Regions from separate parts of the Mus musculus genome. Here regions 1, 2 and 4 are each linked to region 3. Evidence: chromatin contacts called from public HiChIP or PLAC-seq, capture Hi-C and promoter capture Hi-C data. All regions are on one chromosome and are shown on one strand. The core of a region is the stretch at or near the end of the contact, and the rest is flanking DNA. Distances in the headings are between cores, read along the strand shown. Region 1 holds the start of Necap1 (NECAP endocytosis associated 1). Region 2 has its middle 18 kb from the start of Necap1. Region 3 holds the start of Clec4a2 (C-type lectin domain family 4, member a2). Region 4 holds the start of Clec4a3 (C-type lectin domain family 4, member a3).

Region 1 (3,401 bases), core at 269-2,768, 250 kb before region 3:
TCCGTTGAGATCATAGGTTTAGAAATAGGAAACCAGTAAAAGACCATTTTTTCTGTCTGTTTTCTTTTTTATGTCTCCATCCACAGTGTATGTATTCTCTTTATAACATGTGTTGGAGAAGTATATGATAGAAAAAAAAGTTTTTGGTTGGGGATGTAGCTAAATTGATAGAATGCTTGCCTAGTTCTCACAAAACCCTGGATGTGATCCAAAACACTGAAAAAAAGAAAAGAAAAGAGTGTGGTGACACATGCCTGTAATTCCAGTACTATGGTGGCAGGAGGATTACAAGTTCAAAGTCATTCTTTAGTACATAATGAGATGAGGGCCAGCCTGGACTACATTGAAACTCTGTCTCCAAATAAACAGACATGAACAAACAAAAAGCTAGTGGAACTGTTAAAGGCTACACCCACTTAATATTTGGAGAGTTCTGCTAAATGTCCCTTCAAAGCAGCGTTGGATCAATTTATAGTCCTGGCAACCGTAGCCAGTCTCTACATCCTTACCAGCCAATTAAAGTCTAATTCTTTTTTTTTTTTTTTTTTAAAGATTTATTTATTGGTTATATGTAAGTACACTGTAGCTGTCTTCAAACACTCCAGAAGAGGGAGTCAGATCTCGTTATGGATGGTTGTGAGCCACCATGTGGTTGCTGGGATTTGAACTCCAGACCTTTGGAAGAGCAGTCAGGTGCTCTTACCCACTGAGCCATCTCACCAACCCTAAAGTCTAATTCTTGTTGAACTGGCTTTGCTAGGCAAAGCAGACCAATCAGAAGTAAAAGTCAACCAGTCGATAGAATGCAATGAAAGAGGCTGCTACTGGTGTTTTGGGGGGGACAAGATAAGATCAGACTTGGTTTTGCCACTTGAAGTCAGTGCCATCTAAAACATTTCTAAGTTACACTGTTGTAAGCTTACATTTATTTGCGAGTGCACAAAGAACATATTTGTGGATAGAGCTGTTTAGTACTCATCGTGATGTGTAGCCAGCTGGGCTACTCATGCTGAGGGATGCTAGATAGCATTTAGCACTGTAATCAGTCATTTTAATATGGAGAAGTCACCAACAAAACCTACAAAATTGCAAAAAAACAAAACAACCCCATGGTAGCACTTAATAGATTATGCATTGGACACTTGCTTATGAGAACAGAATGAGAAAGCAGAGATTCATTTTGTCCAACCTCTGTTTTGTTTTCGTATATTCAGTGACTTTTTTTTTTTTTTTTTCTGGTTACCGTTTGAAGGTAGGTAAAAGAGAACTGAATTCTTATTTTTAATTTTTCGCTGGGGAAAGAGCCCAACCCGAGGCCTTGGCAGGCAAGTGCTCTACCACTGAGCCTGTCTTTGCCGTTACTCAAGATGGCGAGCCAGGCGCATCAGCGTTTCCAGATTGTAACAGGTTTTGCGCCGCCTAGAGGTTAACCTCGAAGCTGTACCCGAGCGGAAGTGACGCGAAGGAAGCCGTCGGCGTCTCAGCCCGCCCCCACCCGTGCCCCGCCCCCGCGGCGCTAGCGGAGCCAAGATGGCGGCAGAGCTGGAATATGAGTCCGTGCTGTGTGTGAAGCCCGACGTCAGCGTCTACCGGATTCCGCCGCGGGCCTCCAACCGCGGTTACAGGTACCCAGGGGGATTTGCAGCCGGCGCCCGCCGGGGTGACGGTTGTGTCCTTGGGCAGCAGCCATCGGCTCGAGCCGCTGCCGCCGTAGTTAGCCTGCCACCCGGGCTGCCGGCGGCTCCGTCTACTTTTCTGTTTTGCTGGAACTCTGATTTTGTTTTCTTTTCTTCCTGCCGTCATGCGTCTTTCCACCTCTCCTCCCCATCCCTCCCCCTGAGACATCGTCTGCTCCTCGTCATCCGCAATCCATTCATGCCTGCTCCATCTGTTACTCTTGCTGCGACCTTTGGCTTGTAATCCTCCACGCGCGCGTCCGCACACGCACACGGCACGCTCCCCCCCCTCCCCCCGCGCTTCTGATCCCGCCTGACACTTGTCCGGAATGGTAGTTTTGCTGTCCACTGTTTAGATGATCTATTTTAATTGATACTGTTGTCATTCTCGCCAAGTGTCATCATCCTTTAGTTTTTTTTTTTTTTTGGGGGGGGGGGGCGCAGTAGGCACACGTTAAGATCTTGTATTCCAGTGATGAGCTATTGCGTGTTTTCATTTTGTTTGTGTGTGTGTACCCCTCCCCCCCACACATTGATTATGTAGGGATTTCTGCCTTCCTATCAATCCAGTCACCTCTCTTAGAGCTTTCCCAGAGTCAGTGCAGCATTTTTTTTTTTTTTTTTTTTTTTTTTCCTCTTGTAAGGCCTGACAACCTTGTAATCCAGTGATTGAGGTTTTGGGCTGTTGTAGGATGTTAAGGAGTTCAAAGAGAATTCGCTGGGATTTGTGTTGAAAACTCTTTAGGTCTGAGCCCTCGACACTAAATAGCTGTGTAATTTATGAGCCAATCAATGTTTTTCTTCCCCAGGCCTTAAGGGTTCTCATTTGTAAAACAGGAGAAGTAGCGTGAGAAGACTGTGCACGTCTTGTGTACCTCACAGGTTTTTATTTGTTTTAGAGGTATGTGTATGGGTGTTTTGTCTGTCTGTATGAGTGGGTATGCCTTGTGCTCACAGAGGTCAGAGTGATGTTGTGAGACATCAGATCTCCAGGAACTGGAGTCACTGATGTTGGTGAACCATCATCTGGGTGCTGGCAACTGAACCCCTGTCTTCTGCAGGAGCAACAAGTGTTCTTAACTACTGAGCCATTTCCCCAACCCCTTCACAGGTTTTTTTTTGAGAGTTAAATAAAAGAGTATAGGGTAACTAAATCGTTATAAAAATACAGTACTAGTAGTATCCCTTTTCTGACCTACATACCTTCATGGTTTTTCTCTTGCTGGAAAGTTACCTTCTCCACATCTCCATTTTGCTTCCTAACCAGAGGGTCATTCATCATTGATGAGTTGTTTTGTACAGACCTGTGCAGTGGGCCCTACGAGTTGTATATCTTTTGGTAAAGGAGTTGCCACTCAGATCTCACATTGACCATGACTGAAACTCAGCATGATGGTAGTCACAGGTACCACGTTATGATTTAGCTTACACATTGCTCTACCTGAGTCTTTGGTTCAGGCCAGCTCTCTGCGGACTTCCATAGCACTTTATGTTCATCTCTATCTCTGCTTTACTGTCCAGTCTTCTGAGCTCCAGGGTGGAATGAATAGCCTGAAGTCTTGTTAAACTGTATCTGTGGGGACTGGAAGGACCAGCATAGTGTCTTGCACCTAGTAGGCACTCAGCAAATGCTCACTGGAAAAAGAAATTGGAGCCCATCTCAGGTAAAGTGCTTACTGTGAGGGCTGAAAAACCAGCATCTGATCTCCCAAATCCATGTGACTT
Region 2 (2,965 bases), core at 7-2,506, 230 kb before region 3:
ATTCTTTTTGACATGTGATGTATGCCTCTGTGTTGGGAGCATTCATCGAAGACTACTCACTTAAGACATGGGTTTAAGCCAACAGAAAGTCTTTTATTAGCCAGCTGGTAACTACACTGGATGTTCAGAATAAGAACACATTCTGGGTTGACATACTACAGTTACCACGAACAGCTAGCCAGAAATGGAACTACAGGAGCCGAAAAGCGAGGTTAGTACATCTAGAGACTTTCCCAGAACTATGGACTTTGAAGGATTCGGTCTTTGTTTTTATTTTGGCAGGTGGTGCTGCCCGTGTGCTGGGTTCCAAGGCCTGAATGGTGCTTCCATCATGGAGTCAGTTGTGCTAAGGTCTGAGGGCCTGTTGTTACATGTGTGTGTGTGTGTGCTTGTGTATGAGAGCACAGAGGCCAAAGGAAGATTTGGGGTACCCTGCTCTGCCACACTCAGGCTTATTCCCTTGAGACAGGGTCTGTCAGTGAACGTGGGGCATGAACATGAGCAGTCCCAACCATCCTCTGTCTCCTTTCTCCTCCATGCTGCGGATGTAGGTGAGTGCCTTGCTTTTCTCCGTGGATGTTGGTGATCCACATTCATGCTGTACAGCCGGTGCTCTGACCTACTGAGCCATGTCCCCGGCCCTGAGATGACAAGATTGGAGAGAAGAGGGTGATGTTTATTTACTTTGTTGCTTTTGTTTGTTAGTTTGTTTTTGAGACAGGGTCTCTATAAATAGTCTTGGCTGTTGTGAAACTCACTATGTAGACCAAGCTGACCTCAAATTCGTAAAAGTTTGAGGATTAAAGCCTGGGATTAAAGGTTTGTTCCACCATGTCCTGCTACTTGTTGCTTGAAGCCTGGGATCTATATAGGCTTGTGTGCCTTCCCCTCCCTCCCTCCCTCCCTCCCTCCCTCATTCCCTCTCTTTCTCCTCCCTTTCCTAATTTCCTTTTAAAAGATACAAGATGAGGACAGAACATAATTATAAAACTGGAGTGAGCTTGTTTTGTTTGCATTTGAGCCAGAAGTAAAATGACTGTCCATTGTGAGCTCATGTTTTGTCTCATTCATCTAATAACAATATCACATTCTCAGAGGTGTTGTAAAAAAGACATACTACTTAGTGTTTTTTGTTTGCTTTTTAGTTTTTTTTTTTTTTTTCTTGTATTTTCTGATGCTATGCTATAGCCAGAAAGAGAAGTCATAGCAACACTTCTTATGGATGTTACATCTGGCCGTGCCTGTCACTGTGTGACCACTAGAGGGGGCCATCTCCCTAGCAATTGGTCTCTAGCATTCGGGACAATTGTAGGACTTGTTTCTTAGACTTGCTAATGAAGGGGACTCCAGAAAGAAAGACACAAAGATCATCTGAGGTCTTTTTTGTTTGTTTATTAGTTTGTTTGTGAGTGTGTGTGTGTTTTAAGACAGAATATCTCTACATAGCACTGGCTATCCTGGTACTCACTATGTAGACTAGGCTGGCTCTGAACTCACACTGATTAGCCTGCTTCTGCCCTTAAGTGTGCCACCACCACCAAGCTTGTTCTGTTTTGTTTTGTTTTTAGAGACAGGGTTTCTTTTTGCAGCCCTGGCTGTCCTGGAACTCAATCTGTAGAGCAGGCTGGCCTTGATTTACCTGCCAGGTGTACACCACCACACTTGGCTGCCTGGGGCCATTTACCCAGAGTTAGAGCTTTTACCCAAGCCAGAGTTTGCTGGGAGTGTAGAAGTAACAGATGCCTAATCAGATTGAAAATAAGGACCAGAATGGCAGTTTCAGACTTTATTCCTTAAGTAAACATTTGATGGGGGATATGCTTACTAATGACCTGTCACAGATCATGTGTAGTAGATTGTTAGTGGCCAGGATCATGGATTTGGGATGAGCTATTATAGCCTTTATATAAAAATTTTCCTGTCACTGGCTTCCAGACAAATTATTCAAGTTTGTTTCAGCTCCCTGGTAGGCAAAATGAGGGCCCTAGGACGTGATAGAGTTGCTGTGACTGTAAAGTGACGACTAGTCAAAGAGACTGTGATTAGTTTCTGTAGGTCTCTCCACCAACTGAAATAACTGAAGTGCACGGATGAGGATCTGGAATGTGAAGGCTCCACATAAGTGCGCACCTCTGCTACTAACCCTGCCGCCCACTCCTGCCCCCATGCGTGCACCTAGCGTTGACCATGTGTGGTCTTATCCAGGCTAGGAAATGGATGGTGAGTGTTAGGGCATGGCACTGTCCTATACCTGAGATAGGTACCCTCTAGGGTGTGGAGTGGAGGAGCCATTAAGTAAGGTAGAAATGGAGAGTAGACGACGCTGGGGAGAGAGAGCGAGCATAGGACAAGCATGGGGAGACTGAGTCAACCGTGAGGCCCACACTCTTGGTTCTGTGATTCCAAGTAGCCTCCTCTGTAGCCTTTGTATTATATATAATGCCCTTCAGAGAGTCAGAAACCCCAAACCAAGTGCAGCCCTGCTGTCTCTCTCTTGGGTCATTAGACCCTTGGCTCTGCATTAGCTCTGTTTTATATCTCAGAGAGAGATGTATCACGGAGCCTCTAAGGCGTTGTGTGGCCATCTGCATTTCACAGATGAGGATATCTAAGCACAGAGAAGCAAAAATGCACCTTTACATATGTGCCTAATATGACGGGCTGCTGTGTGGCGGTGGACTCTGCAGATCATATGTACTTGAATTTCAAAAGGAAACACCCAGACTCATCTGCACACTGTGGCCATACTGATTAGTTATATGCAGTTCTGTTTTGCCTGTCAGTGGCCTTGCATTGTCTGCTCTTTCTGCCCACACAACTGTGATGGTGTTAGGGTTCGGCTGTGAATCATGCCCTGCAAAGGCTCATGTGTTGAAGGCTTTGTCCCCAGCTGGTAGATCCATGAGGGCTCAACAGGGGCTCGATCCACTAATGGGTTTGTAATTTAGTTACGAATTGATAGTAA
Region 3 (3,051 bases), core at 254-2,753:
TGAGATTCAGAATGAAAATATATTCTTATATTTCTATGTTTTTTAAAAGAAGTAAAAATTTCAAAATTCTCACCACAAGCTTCCTTGCAGAGGGTAGACCAGGCATGGGTAAAGAGTGTGCATGGTGGAAAACTCACTGTGGGACGTTACTGTCTATTAAGGTAACGAGAATATCCATGCCTGGTTGTGGATGGCCTGACATTGGGTGTTAGCAGTCAAGTAGGATGAGGAGTGTATCTATGCACAGAAGGCAGAAATGGTGTCACTTTCAGAGAATCGTGAGGTGAGAATGCTGTCTGCTTGGTGGGATATCTCTGTGTCGCTGCTTGGTACCTTCCAGGGTGTTGAGAGTTTCTGCCCATCAAGGTGACCTTGGTGGTGTGCTAAAACCCAGGGAGGCTGAGTGGAGTCTTCCCAGAGATCAGCACCAGGAATGAGAGCACATCCAGCTTAGGGGACATAGGCTTGACCTGAGGTTTGGAGTCCACCCAGAAAGTACAGGCCTCTAAGTGAAGTGTGAGCAACATTGTGGGAAAGAGATGGGAGCATCCAAGAGATTATCACTTGGGAGTTTGAGATAGAGATAATGAGCATAGATTTGTTTTTACTCATAGATGTAGATTAGAAATGCCAAATTTTGGAAATAAAACGAAACCTGTGGCTTTACATTAAAATGGGGGTAATAGTGTTAACCCATGGTTTTCAGCATGTTTGGATATAAAAGCAAAAGAAAACCAGTAAATACAAACTCTCTCTCTCTCTCTCTGTGTGTCTTATGCATGCACATGTTGTTTGATTGTTATGTGTAGTGTAACATGGAAGTAGCTAGAGGAGATTCAAAGAAGGGAAGTCTTTGGAAGAACTGAAGGCTGAGCATGTGGCTGTGAGCTGGAAGATGTCTGTGGGAGTGACTCAAATGATTCCATCTCCAGCAGCTCAAGTAAGTGTCCCCTCTTGTACTCTGTGATCCATTTTATTCTCTCAACTATTCCCAACAGTGCAGTGAACATTTAAAGCATGAGCTGAGGAGGGCTGGGAGTAAGGGAAGAGAGGCACAAGGAGAGGAGAGAGTCCAACCACTGCTACTATCCAGAGCTGTTTCAGGAGCTCTGGGCATGTCCAGTAGCAAAGTGAGTGGAGAGTCCCCATGCAGGTAGTTATGAATCTATGGCAGGAGGCAGAGTGCTCAGAGGAGCAACTTCAGAAGAAACAGAATGTGAACTTTGCCTTCCCCACACTGGTGGCAGCTGAGAAAAAAGTGGGAATCCACACAATGGTGAGGGCTAATGGTCCACTACAATGTGGTATCAAAATTTTCCTGTTCAGTCAAAATCATCGTTGTGCCTTAAGAGTTTGCTTATGTTGTCTGGTTTTCCAGAAACCACATTTGCATATAGAAGTGAGTGAATTTATGTGTGCTGCAGAGTGTTTTACAACAGGGTTCTCTAATAGCATGGTTCCTCTTTCTCCTCCTTCCTCTTTCTTTCCTTCCCCCTTTGAGTTCCCACTTTGCAGTACTTGCATATCTTGCTGAGTGGGTTTGAGGGCTACAATTCTTATTTTCTTATGTTAAGAGGTTGCATTTCCCTTATCTCGCCCTGGTGATTCTATGCTGTGGTTTCTTGTTCTCATCTCGTTTATCCTAGTGAGACATGTCTCTTCTTTCATACAACTGTGCAATATGACAACTTATCACAGTGATTGGTTCTCATATACTATAGAGCCTTAGAGAAGGAACAAGGCTCTCTTCTGACGGAGGAAGATTTTTTCTTGATATGGCTTCAGAAATCACTTATGCAGAAGTGAAGTTCAAGAATGAATCCAACTCCTTGCACACCTACTCAGAATCTCCTGCAGGTAAAACAAAACAGAAATCCCTGTCTGTACTTAATGTAGATGGGAGGATAAAGGAAATGTCATTCTCAAAGTTAGGTGGTATTTGTGAATGATTTTTTGAGTGCTCCCATCTGGTATTTTACTGGAGTCTCAGCTGTTTAACTGTAAATTGACTTGAAGAGCTGTAGAGTTGTATAGTGGGAAGGAAAAGCTTTCTTGGCATGGTTTTTTTCTTGTTATTTACAAAAACTATACCTTGAATCTTGCTGTATTTCCTGCTCTATATAAATGAACATAAATGCATATATTTTTCTGAAAATTAAATCATATTGTTTAATAGTGAGCTCTCCCCTCTACGCTTGACAGAATTTTGTAACTTCATGAAAACTGTTTCAGTGTTTGGAGCTTTTATCCTGAAGGAACTTTTTTTTTTCTTTTATACGATAGATCAGAGCAAAACCTCTCACTTAATAGGCAGTTGCTCCGCTAAAGTTTCCAGCCATTTGAGAGTGGTTATCAGACTGACATTATGCTCAAGAGGTGGACTATGATTAGAAATATTTATCTCTTATTATATATTTGTCTTTAATATTTGGATAGTCTGGAAGTGATTTAAATATACAGTACTGCAACCACAGTAAAGAACACTATGAAAGTACAGTGACCTGAAAATATATTTATAATACTGATGCAAAGAAAAGTTGTAGGGCAGGTGGCAATGTTTATGTTGTGTTATCATGTGAGAAACATATTATATATACGTACTTTAACACTTGCTAAAAGGTTCACATGTGCTCTAATTCCAGCATTCATGAAGCAGAGGCAGGAGGATCACTGGAGATTTGAAGCCAGTCTTGTCTACATAATGAGTTGTAGACCATCCAAGACTACATAGAGAGACACTAGCTTCTTATACCTTTCATCACCAAAAACAAACAAACAAACAAACAAACAAACAAACAAATGAATGAACAAACAAGCCAAAACAAAAACAAACCCAACCCCCAAAACCACACACAAAGAAACAAAACACTCTATGAAAAACATTAATAAAGTATTTTTGTAATATATATTTACATATATTTGTATAAATGTGTACATGTAAGTATACACACATATATGTATTCAAAGTATTTTTTCAAATCTCAAAATATTAATACCGGTTACTTCAACAGTATAAGTCTGTGCATTTTTTATTGTTTTAAATGTTTCTGC
Region 4 (3,030 bases), core at 474-2,973, 170 kb before region 3:
TCTGTGGGAGAATTAAACTTTGGTGTTCTTGACACACCTACCTGCACCACCTACAGTGGAGGTAGCCTCTCTGCCTAATTTATAGGCTTGCGCAAGAGGCTGCCAGGGACCAATATTTTAAATGACTTTATAGTGACCACCGCACTATTTATTTGTTTGTTTATTTATTTAGTGTACGTGCATGTGCGTGTGCATGTGTGTGCGTGCGTGCACACACGTGTGTGTGTGTGTGTGTGTGTGTATGCGTGCAGGTAGATGAACATGGAAGTTAGGACAATGTGCAGGAGATGGTTCTCGCTTACCATGTGAGATCCAGGGATTTAACTCAGCTTGTCAGGTTTGCTAGCAAACAAAAGACTTGAAGGTAAAAGATGCTTGTCATACTATACCGCCGGTCCTGACCACCATATTAAAACAGAGGAGTGTGATGCATGTTCAATTGCTCTGTGGCCTTGGCTCCAGAATGACGAAGCATCACTACAGTCATCCGTATGCAGATCCTAAGCACAAATAAACTGTGATTGAGAAATAAGTGCTTGCTGCTATAAGCCAGCTGGGTACGGGACTGTGGATGACACAGTGTAGTTAGCTCACAATGTGAATTTTTCCCCTAGGGAGATAGCGGCAATTTTAGAACTCACTTTTGCATAAGGAGCTTGAAGGATGGTCTCTGGGAGCGAGCAATTACAGGCGAGAGGGTATGTGTCCATGAATCACTGCGTCCCGGAACCTCGTACAGAGAACTACGAATTTTCTTGCCCTTCTTCTATCCTTTAAAAATGTGATTTTTCTCTTTGCTTACTAAATAATTCAATTTCAGTCAGGGCAGGTGTCCATAGTAGGATGCGATGATCTGACTGTGCAGAGGGCTGGCTTGATGGCAGAACTGAAGCCCTAAGCGGTGAGGGGAATATTGGCATGCTGATGAGAAAGCGCATGGCCTTGGGGGTGGGTCCACAAACCTGAGAGGTGAGGAGGGCAGCTGTGTCTGACAGCGGGCAGGTGAGGAGTCTGAACTCAAATAGGGTGAGGCAGGCACCCATGCTTGGGGCACTTCTCACAGGAAGTCAGAACCCCAAACGAGTGAGCAGAGGGTCCTCAAGGAGCAGCGTGGGATGATACCTTGGCATTTGGGAGGATGGGGACCGTGCATAGTTTTGGCTCCAAATCAGGCTGAGATTCCGAGACTAAACCGGATGGCTGGACCTTTCTCACAAACCAGGCATGGGTTTCAGGAGCTAGGCGAGGCACAGGATGTGACTGACAGTGGAGAATACAAGCTGGAAACTCAGCGACTTTCAAGATAAAGAGAGAATCCTTGCTAGGATGTGGAGGAAATGGCCTGTCAGAACCCAGGCAGGTTAAAGAGAGTGCCCATGCATAAGGCAGTGCTGGAACGGTTTCCAGAGACTGAGAAGGGTGAAGAGACTGTCCCTGCGTGGTGCCACAGTCTAGGGTGTGTACTAGGTGCCTTTGGGATGAAGAATGCTTCTGTCCGTGACAGGGACTTGAGTGTGGTGCTAGAGACTCAGGAAGACCCACTGGCAGCTCTTCAGAGATCACGAGTAGAACTTGGCACATGCTGGGTAAAGGAGGCCTGATTGCGGAGGGTGCCTCAGGGTGAGTGTCAGAATCTCAACTCCGTAGGGAGTTTGACTTCTCTAATGCCCTGGTTCCTCTTTTTCATTCCTTCCTGTTTTCTTCTCTCACCCACTGGGTTCTTGGTATAGCTGTAATTCTATGATTGGACGGAATGCATTTTCTGTCCGCGATACTCCCTTTGCAGGCCAGGGGAGTGCTGCAAGCTGAGGGCAGCTGTCTGTTACTGCCTCTCATTTCTAGCTGGTGTCAGGATTATTTGCTGTCACGTTTGTTTCTTGTTCAGGAGATATTTTAAAGACGGGATGACACACATCTTCTGAGGGCAGGGGAAACTTTCATCTCAACATGTTTTCAGAAAACATTTATGTTAACACGAACTTCAAAAATAAAGTTGACTCCTCAGACATCGACACAGACTCTTGGCCAGGTAAGAAAGCATTTTCTGCTGCTCCCAGTTAGTGATTCGGTAAAGGACAAAGACAGATGGTCTTAGATGCGGCTATGCCTGCAGGTCCCTGGAGCCTCAGCCAAGTGTGTTGCCTGTAGACAGACATGGAAGGTCATAGGATTGTACAGTGGAGAAGAGAAAGTGTTGTCTTTACTTTTACCATCTAGAGAAAAATAATACCATACGAGTATATTGTATCTTTTCTACATGTAGATACACATAAATATGTGTACCATATTGTTTCAAAAGTTAGGCTACTGTATAATAATTCCCCACTCTCTATTTGATAACATAGCATAGTTTGTTTGGTATCTAAGTGTTGCATAGCTTCTTTCACTCTTTTCATCCCAGTGATGGAGACTGAAAGCAGGACCTTACACATGGTTGGAAAGTATTGTAACTCTTTTAGAAGTGGTGACTAAAAATGTAGCGATTGTTACCATAAAGGTATACAAAGGTTTACAAATACTTCTTGACTATCACATTCTTTGCAGTTGGAAGTAAGACTTTAAAAGTATAAGATGAAATACTCTGCAGTCATTATAAAACTGATAAAGAAGACATGATGATATTAAAAAAAATGGTTGGATGTTTCACCCCATGTCTGTAGTAGCAAAACTCAGGAGGCTGAGACAGAGGATTGCTATAAGTTTGGGGCCAGCTTGGATTACATAATGAATTCAAGGTCTACCTTGGGAACATACCAAGACTCTGTCTCAGAAATAATACAAAAATTATAAAGGAAAAAATTCACGATTTAATGAAAAAAAAAAAGCCACAAATCAGTATTTATGATGTGCCAATTGCAGAAAATATGAATTTATGTGTGAAAGTTTTAAACGTGTTGGAAAATGAATATCAAATATTGGCGACAATTATCCTCAATGTTAAGAATGAATTATTCTATATTTTGGAATGTTTCTAAAATTAACATGATTGTTTCATATTTACATTCTCTTATTATTTCAAACATCACATTA

What was found. Promoter capture Hi-C pulls out the DNA fragments that hold promoters and counts their contacts. HiChIP or PLAC-seq counts read pairs in DNA pulled down with a chosen protein or histone mark. Capture Hi-C pulls out chosen DNA fragments and counts their contacts.
Region 1: a contact with region 3 is called in a capture Hi-C map of macrophages, with 5 times the contacts expected there. The contact joins the promoter of Necap1 here to the promoter of Clec4a2 in region 3. A contact is called at or near these places in 2 of 39 promoter capture datasets (macrophages and neutrophils), 1 of 484 Hi-C or Micro-C datasets (bone marrow-derived macrophages), 4 of 115 datasets of contacts at active chromatin or transcription factors (bone marrow-derived macrophages and embryonic stem cells) and 1 of 9 other capture datasets (macrophages).
Region 2: an H3K4me3 HiChIP or PLAC-seq map of bone marrow-derived macrophages shows a contact between it and region 3, with 9 times the contacts expected there. The contact joins the enhancer-like site here to the promoter of Clec4a2 in region 3. A contact is called at or near these places in 2 of 39 promoter capture datasets (embryonic stem cells and macrophages), 1 of 484 Hi-C or Micro-C datasets (bone marrow-derived macrophages), 3 of 115 datasets of contacts at active chromatin or transcription factors (bone marrow-derived macrophages and embryonic stem cells) and 4 of 9 other capture datasets (adipose tissue, embryonic stem cells, liver and 1 more).
Region 4: a promoter capture Hi-C map of macrophages shows a contact between it and region 3, with 6 read pairs. The contact joins the promoter of Clec4a3 here to the promoter of Clec4a2 in region 3. A contact is called at or near these places in 1 of 39 promoter capture datasets (macrophages), 1 of 484 Hi-C or Micro-C datasets (bone marrow-derived macrophages), 1 of 115 datasets of contacts at active chromatin or transcription factors (neural progenitor cells) and 3 of 9 other capture datasets (adipose tissue, liver and macrophages).

The regions. Positions count from the first base shown.
Region 1 is chr6:122,873,039-122,876,439 of GRCm38.p6, forward strand. It overlaps Necap1 (NECAP endocytosis associated 1), which reads left to right and starts at 1,519. Exons shown (of 8, transcript NM_026267.3): 1 at 1,519-1,625. The coding sequence starts at 1,531.
Region 2 is chr6:122,891,370-122,894,334 of GRCm38.p6, forward strand. No RefSeq gene overlaps it. Among named protein-coding and RNA genes, the nearest start is that of Necap1, 18 kb to the left of the region's middle. Within about 2 kb of position 1,257, at least 6 of the 459 cell types and tissues checked have an H3K27ac peak or open chromatin away from gene starts, as enhancers often do. A contact at or near this core is called in bone marrow-derived macrophages, where this site is marked.
Region 3 is chr6:123,121,813-123,124,863 of GRCm38.p6, forward strand. Clec4a2 (C-type lectin domain family 4, member a2) reads left to right here and starts at 1,504. Exons shown (of 6, transcript NM_011999.4): 1 at 1,504-1,857. The coding sequence starts at 1,776.
Region 4 is chr6:122,950,921-122,953,950 of GRCm38.p6, forward strand. It overlaps Clec4a3 (C-type lectin domain family 4, member a3), which reads left to right and starts at 1,724. Exons shown (of 6, transcript NM_153197.4): 1 at 1,724-2,029. The coding sequence starts at 1,948.